2 separate regions of the Danio rerio genome follow, and region 2 is linked to region 1. Evidence: chromatin contacts called from public HiCAR-type data. All regions are on one chromosome and are shown on one strand. The core of a region is the stretch at or near the end of the contact, and the rest is flanking DNA. Distances in the headings are between cores, read along the strand shown. Region 1 holds the start of krt8 (keratin 8). Region 2 holds the start of krt18a.1 (keratin 18a, tandem duplicate 1).

What was found. HiCAR-type assays count read pairs that join an accessible place to other places.
Region 2: a HiCAR-type map of caudal fin shows a contact between it and region 1, with 7 times the contacts expected there. The contact joins the promoter of krt18a.1 here to the promoter of krt8 in region 1. A contact is called at or near these places in 4 of 18 Hi-C or Micro-C datasets (caudal fin, embryo, hematopoietic stem cells and 1 more) and 3 of 4 datasets of contacts at active chromatin or transcription factors (caudal fin, embryo and gastrula embryo).

Annotation. Positions count from the first base shown.
Region 1 is chr23:10,369,899-10,373,910 of GRCz12tu, forward strand. krt8 (keratin 8) reads right to left here and starts at 1,648. Exons shown (of 9, transcript NM_200080.2): 1 at 1,179-1,648; 2 at 1-58. The coding sequence starts at 1,574.
Region 2 is chr23:10,460,810-10,464,821 of GRCz12tu, forward strand. krt18a.1 (keratin 18a, tandem duplicate 1) reads left to right here and starts at 2,229. Exons shown (of 7, transcript NM_178437.2): 1 at 2,229-2,737. The coding sequence starts at 2,309.

The DNA of each region.
Region 1 (4,012 bases), core at 398-2,897:
TCTGGAGCAGGCTCCATTTAGTCTCCAGCATCTTATTCTGCTGTTCCAGGAAACGTACCTACATTGGCAGAATGAGAATAAAGGTTTTGTCTCAATCCAGGCACAAATGAAAACCATACTTGGAAGTAAGTGCAACTTCAGAAAGTAACCCCACCCCCAGACCGATGCTGCAGAGGCAATTTAGAATCAGGGTTCTAGAAGTGCAACCATATGCCAACATATTGCTTGTGTGGTTAAGTGATCTTCACAAAGGAAAGCACTGTTTTCCTTAAATAACAAGGGATGCATGTGTTTTCAGTTTGTAATGCCCCCCCCTTCTGGAAATGGTGACGCATATTCCAGTAGGACATTAGTATGGATAACTATATCTCTTTTTATAGACTGAAATGAGACTATCAAAGAAGTTTTGATCCACTCAGTTAATATTTAAGTGATAGCAGGAAGATACCAGCTCTGATCTCCTGTAGTCCTTTAAAGGAGTGTGTAAACGACAGGCGGAGAGCAAATAATACCATGATAAGACTTTAACAGCTCGAGGTGAACATTGAACACACAACTAGGTTACAGTAAAAGTGTCACTGAGCCAGCTGACTTTACTGATCATCTGTCATATTCAAAACAGATGGAGCGTTAATCAAATAATGCAAGGCAAAGGAGACTATTATAATTAAGAGGAAGGACATAAATACTTAAGAGCTAAATGTGTGACAGAATATTTCCTCTTCTTGTTGCCTTGCTGTTACGTAATCTATCTAGTACTATCCAGCACATGACCCTGGTTCTTCAAATTAAATATTAACTACAAAAGAATGTGACATTTAGTTGATTGTACATTTTGTTTGGATTCTGGAAATGTAATGCATGGCTTGTAATGATAAGATGTATAAAACAGGTTTCAGGTCCTGCAGGGCGTCCTTTTTTGGGTGTGGACTCTTCAGAAGGGTTTCAGAAGCGCCTCAAGGCATCTCATTTAAATGAAAAGCCATCACACTCTGACCATGCACACACCCTTTTCTACTCGCCCTTACTTTCTCAAGTGTTTAAACCCAATATATAGTTTCTGTTCCACTCTAGACTAACTTTTACAGACTTTTTAAGCAAGAACGCAGTCAGTTTTTCCACTTTTCTGACCATACTGACCACTTGTGTAACTCCAAAAAAAGAAATGTCAAACCTACCTTGTCAATGAAGGAAGCGAAGCGGTTGTTGAGGGTCTTGATTTGCTCTTTCTCCTGGGTGCGGACAATTTGGATGTTGGGGTCGATCTCCAGATTCAGAGGTGCCAGGAGGCTCTTGTTGACGGTGACTGCTTGAATTGGTGCCACAACTCCTGCACCCATTCCGGTACCCATGCCCATGCCAAGACCGTAGGCTGAAGAGCTAGAGATGAAGCCACTACCACCTCCCATTCCAGCTCCCATGCCCCGATTGACACCTCCATAGGAGCTGCGTGCACTGTAGCTCTGCCGGCTCATGCTGGGACCGGAGTAAGACAAACTGCTGAAGTTGCGTGGGATAGATCCAGAGGAAGAAGACTTGACGGTGTAGCTGGTTTTCTTGCTGTAGGTGGACATCCTGCCTTGTGTGTTTTCTGTCTTGTAGAGAATGACCTGGAGCAAAGGGGGAGCGAGAGCAGCAGATATGAGCCTTGTCTGCTGTGCTGGAGAAACTCGAGCAGATAGAGAGAACGGCTGACTCTGTCTTGCTCTTTATGCGCTGGACACGGAGTGGGTGGAGCCAAAGGAGGGGTCTGATTGGTCGGTGTTTAGGTGTAGAAGGTGGGTGTGGCTGAAATTCAATCCAACATTGTCCTGCATTCCTAGTCTAACCAGTACATGGATCTTTTTTGTAATTCAATATGACCAGAAACAGACATTTTCTGGGATAATTAAGTGCTTGAAAAACTAGTGACCCTCCCTCAGTTTGTTCAAGTTAATATACCTTGTTTTATTTTGTACAAAATGAATCACACTTTTAATAAAAGCCAAAATACCAACATTTTAAAACGTTGTATGTCAGTAAAATTAAACATTAGTATTGAAATCCTTCAATGCAAGGCCAGGATCTACAAGGCAATGAATGTTCACACTGAACTAGCATGCATCTATTGATTTGCCTATTCAAATAAGACATCTGGAGGGCTTTGAATTTCACTCTAAACCTTTGACAGCTCAAATATTTTAACTCTCAGCACTTGAAGCTGTACAAAGAGGAACATGTGGCTTCCAGTTATGCTTTATCATTACCTACAGCAGCCAACTAGCTTTAGATATGAGGCATTCTCTACTATAAATATTACACTATAACACCCAACACTTAACTTTATTAAATGAAATGAGTGTAGTTAACTCAAAATTTACTGAAAGTTAATTCTACTCATTTGAAAAAAGTTTTTGTTTTCAGAACACAGTTTTTATTTTTACTCAAATGGTTTGTAGCAATTGGTTTCCTCAAACGGTTTGGGTACTCTTCATTTATTAAGCTTTAGTGTGCTAAAATGTATTTGTTTACTCAAATGGATTAAGTTCACGGCACTCATTAGGATTAGTTTTTGAACTTAAATGGTTTGTTGCAATCGGTTTTCTCAAATGGTTTGAGTTACCTTAACTTTTTGGGCTTTACAGTGTATGATTACAGCATAAACACATGGATATTTAAGCGGAATATGATAGTATGTAATATTTAACTTGACAAGCAGGAACAGTCCTACCTGAAACTGGACCACCAATAGTTTCTCAGCCTCAGTAAAGCAATACTTGACAGGTTTTAAAACCCAGCTCTAAGGACCTGAAGCCCCTTGAATTCCAAAGGCCTCATAAAGTTAGCCAGGTTTATGTTCGTGCTGTGTTAATGGTTAAATAACCAGAGGTTTGCTTTTTAAAACACGGTTTAAAATGATGAGGCTCTTATTAGGCTTGAGTTTTGGCAAGTGCTGTGATATTTTATGATACAGGGGAGGCTGGATGATAAGGTTAGATCAGGGGCGCCCAAACTTTTTCTTACAAAGGGCCAAAAATCAATCTTGATTGAGGCTAGTGGGCCGAAGGTAAATATAGTTGCCATGGGTGATTTCCTAATTTATTTAATAATATTTAAAAATGACTACAAAACATTGCTTTGTATTAAATAATACAGTATATAGTATTTTACATTTTATAATAAAGTTATTACAGTAAAAACAAAACCCATCTCATTTACAACTGAATTACGCTAGTTTTGCCTTGATTTGCTCGCTAATGTCTTCTGTTTAGTTCTCTCTTTATCGAGTTACAAATTAGATTCATTTACAATATTTATTTGAAACATTTCATTTTAGTTTGCTTTTTGTAGCTCAGCAATAAAACAAAGAAACAAAAGAATGTTATGTTAAATTAGAAATGACAATTTCTGTGTTAAAGGCATTTGCGCTCATCATTCTCATTCTCTTCTCAGATGGATGGTGGGCCAAATCAAAGGTTACAATGGGCCAACTTTGGCACATGGGGTCGTATTTTGGGCATATCTGGGTTAGATGTTCTTCAGATTCAGTTATGCTACTTTATTTGTCTGTTTGAAGATTTGCAATCTTTTAGTGCTTTGGACTTAAACAGTATAAAGTAATGGGCATTTACAGGCTTCCGCCCACCAATGAACTGAATTCTACAAGTACTGAAGTATCTGTCTAAACAAATTAGACCTGCCTTGACCTGTTCCTCCAGCGCAGTCTATTTTCACTGACCACTTATTTCATCACCAGGTGTTTCTATGGTTGGGTCATCAGGTGTGGCCTGAGCTTTTACATTTCAAAGGCGTCATTAGTGAAGACAAAAATGTTAAGTAAAATCACTTGAGTTTCTACTGAACAGGAATTACTCGCACGTGTCAAACGTGACAAAAAATCTCGCCACCTTAAGCAATGTGTGATGACTTTTTATTACTGCATAATACTTCAAGCTAGAACATCTACAACAAGTGTCTGATTTAATCAGCTGTATCTTAAGATCATCTTTGCTTTCATCATCTTCATTGGTTT
Region 2 (4,012 bases), core at 979-3,478, 91 kb after region 1:
AGCAACTTGATTTGTTTTTTCGCTTTACAGTATGTGATGAAAAAAAAGGAGTCGAAAAATTGCAAAACATAATGGTTTCCCAACGGGAGTGTCTAACAAGTTTGGATTTTACTGTAAGAGAGTTACTTAATAGTGCAGGTATATTTCATACTAATAAAAAATGACATTTCCTAACACAAGAGTTGTGTTAACAAGCAGAAACAGTTTAAAACAAATGCTAACATTAATGAATTTGTAACTGCAAACTGACAAGAGAAATTATTTATTAATTACGTGTATTATTCAGAAATAACTATCAATTTTTAAAGTGTTGTACATTAAGTTATGATCAGTTAAAGTACTTAAAGTTACTAAAGTGTTTATAAATTAACATTAATTGATAGTAATAAAAGTTTTGTTCTTTAATGATAGATTTATTTACAGCAAATATAAATCTCTGATTTAGCGTAAAAAGGTTTTATAGTACATTAGTATATTTATGATACAATTTCACAAGTAATGCTAATTATTATTAAGTTTTAATTAAAATCGTTTTTATTTCTATAGCACTTTTACAATGTTGATATTGCCTAAACAGCTTAACATAGATGAAGTTTTGATGAAGATAAGAACATTGATGAAGTTGAAACACAACTTAAAACCCAAAAAGTTACGGTAACTCAATCCAATTCAGGAAACCGATTGCAACAATCCATTAAAGTTCAAAATCTAATCCTAAAGAGTGCTGTGAACTTAATCCATTTGAGTACATGAAGCAATTTGAACACAGTAAAACCCAATAAATGAAGAGAACTCAAACCAACTGAGTACTGTAAGACCCAATTAGTTAAGGCAACTCAAATCATTTGAGGAAAGCGATTGCTACAAACCGTTTGAGTTCACAAAACAAATCTATATGAGTAGGGTGAACTTAATCAATTTGAGTACACGAAACAATTTGAGCCCAGTGTAAAAAGTGATTAGTTACTTAAAGCAAGTAAACCTTAAATAACTTTAAACGCAACACATTGACTTAAATATAATAATGTAAGTAAACCCATTGTAACCTGAAACTATTAAGTTGATTTAATTTTTTACAATTATGCAAATTGTATTTACTTTTTAAATAAAAGTAAACTAATCAGTTTTTTCCAATACACCTTTATCATGTTTGTTTTTTTGCCCCAGCTTTTCTGTATCTAAAATAACATTCAGTAACTAAAATAAATCTGCTCTTCCAGACTCCAGTGTGTCTTCTAAATTTAATACAGGCTATAGATTTTCTAGACTTAATGAAGCACCAACTATGTAATATTGTAATAACTTCATTAATTATGTGAAAACAGACGTGCTTAAATAGTCTGAGACTGTAAAAAGGGATTTTTTGACTTAAAAAAGTAAGTATAATTAGCATAATTATAAAAATTAAGACACCTTAACGGTTCCAAGTTACAATAGGATTACTTACATTATTTTTGTAAAGTCAACTTGTTGCTTTTAAAGCAATTAGTAAACTTGTTTTAAGTAAATAATTACTTTTTACTGTGTAAAACCAAATAAAATGAAGGGAAATCAAAACAACTGAGAACTGTAAAACCTAATAAGTAAAGGCAACTCAAACCGTTTAGGTAAACCGACTGCTACAAACTATTTGAGCTAAAAACTAATCTATATGCGTACTGTGAACTTACTCCATTTAAAGTGAAGTAATGAGTATGGTATTCATTACCTTCAACACTGAGTTCAAAGCTCGTTTAAAATGAGTAGAATTAACTTTCAGTATATTTTGAGTTACCTACACTAATTTCATTTGATAAAGTTGATTGTTGGGTTTTACAGCAGCTTCATTTCAGTTTTCACAGTTGTTAAAAGCATTGCTGAGTCTTGTTTCATGATTAAAAAAAACTAGTTAACTGATGGTAAAGTATAAAACTTTAAAGTAAGAGTAGTTTTAGCTTAGTACATCTTTATCAGAGAGATGTATATCAACGATGTTCAAATATTTAGATAATAACTTGACTGCATAATTAAAAAACCTCCAAACAAAAAAAACTCCAGATGCTAAGAACATTTCATACAGAGAAAACGGAGCCACTTGTAATAACAAACTTACTAAAGGCATTCATTCTGAGAACCCGCAGGGCCGCTTGCAAGACCTGTTGAAATGTGATTGGCTGTGGGGAGGGGCTCAGGGCGGGATTATCCAAGAGCTGCGTGTTCATAAACCCAGCGAGTGTGTCTCATGTCCTGTGCTCTGCTCTGCTGTGTTACTGAGCTCTACCTCTCTCCAGGCCTTCATTCACTCGTCTGCTCACTTACACCAGCGACCATGAGTCTGAGAACAAGCTACAGCGTGCGTTCCTCCACCTCCCAGGTGCCAGTGTCCCAGGTGTCTATCAAGCGCACCACCAATGTGCCGACTTACAGGGCTGCGAGCATCTACGGTGGCGCTGGAGGCCAAGGAACCCGCATCTCCTCTGCCTCCTACTCAGGAGTCCGCAGTGGACTGGGAGTTCCCTCGATGTCCAGCTCCATCCAAGTGAGTGCAAGTGGTAGCACAGGCGAGATCATGGGCAATGAGAAGATGGCCATGCAGAACCTGAACGACCGTCTGGCCTCCTATCTGGAGAAAGTGAGGATCCTGGAGCAGGCCAACAGCAAGCTGGAGCTGAAGATCCGGGAGGCCCTAGAGAAGAGAGGTCCTGATGTCCACGACTACAGCCGCTTCCAGCCAATCGTTGATGAGCTGCGCAAGAAGGTGAGTGGGAAACGCCAGGAGAAGCTTTATGGCCTCTATAAAGAACTTAATGTGACAGTCTAATTGTGCTGGGTTATGTTTATTAACAGTCTAGGGGATGTTTATTGGGCTTCAAGACATAAAGTAACAAAACAAAAGCATTTCATTGTCGTTTAATGTTGGCTTGATTTAAAAGGGTTGAGTGAGAGTTTACTGATGGTCAGCACTGATTGGCAAACAACCAAAAAAAAAAAAAAACTATGGGTGAAACTGAAAAGAGGGGAAGGCATGGGGGAGGGGGTGGTTTCTCTCTACGGGACGGCTGTTGTAAATTCTGCTTACAGCCGGTTTTCCGGTGAGTAAGCATCTCCGTCCTGTGTTTATCATTGTCTTTTTACACATACAGATGTTTGTTTGTTCCCTGAGGATGGATTAGTTTGGAAACTGAGATGTTTTAGCGTCTGTGTGTGTCATCAGGGAAATGGAAAAGCTGAGGGAGTTCAGACAGGACAAAATGCGACCAGATGTGAGACTTTCCTGAAAACGCAGTCTGAGCTATCTTAGAGAAATTACAAACATAGCCAACTTCTTTCATGTACTAAATGAGTGCTAATCTTGAAAGGTTTGAGTTCATAAAGCAGATACTGCTAATGATAAAATACCCATTAGGGTCAGTTTCACACCTTGAAGCTGACTTTTAAAACTAATGTCACTGATAAGCAGACGCTGTTATCAGAATGATTGATTTTTCATTCTTTAGAGACTATGTAGCAAGTTATGAGTAGATTAAATTAAAATAATTAATTTCTCATTTCTCAGGCATTCTCACTGCAACTAAATTAAATAGGAGTTTTAATAGGAGATTATCCTGATGAAAAGATATGTAAAATTTGGCACTGAAACCGTATTTCAATTAAAAAAGTTTGAAAAATTTTTGAAAAATTATTTAAATATATATTATTATTATATTTATTGATATTATTATATTTATTGATATTATGCTATATATTTGTATTATGTATATTATTATTATTATTATTATATTAATTATATATATATATAATTATTATTACACATTATAGTATATTATTATTAGTATATATATAATAATAATAATAATTATTATTATTATTATTGTTATTAATATTGTATTATATTATATTATTTGTATTTATTTATTTAGAGAAAAAAGGGGGAAAAAACATTTACTCAAATTAAAGCATACTATGGACAACAGTTAGTATGATAAACGGTCAACACCCATTAGTGTATGGAAAAATGTGTTGAGCTCACTAG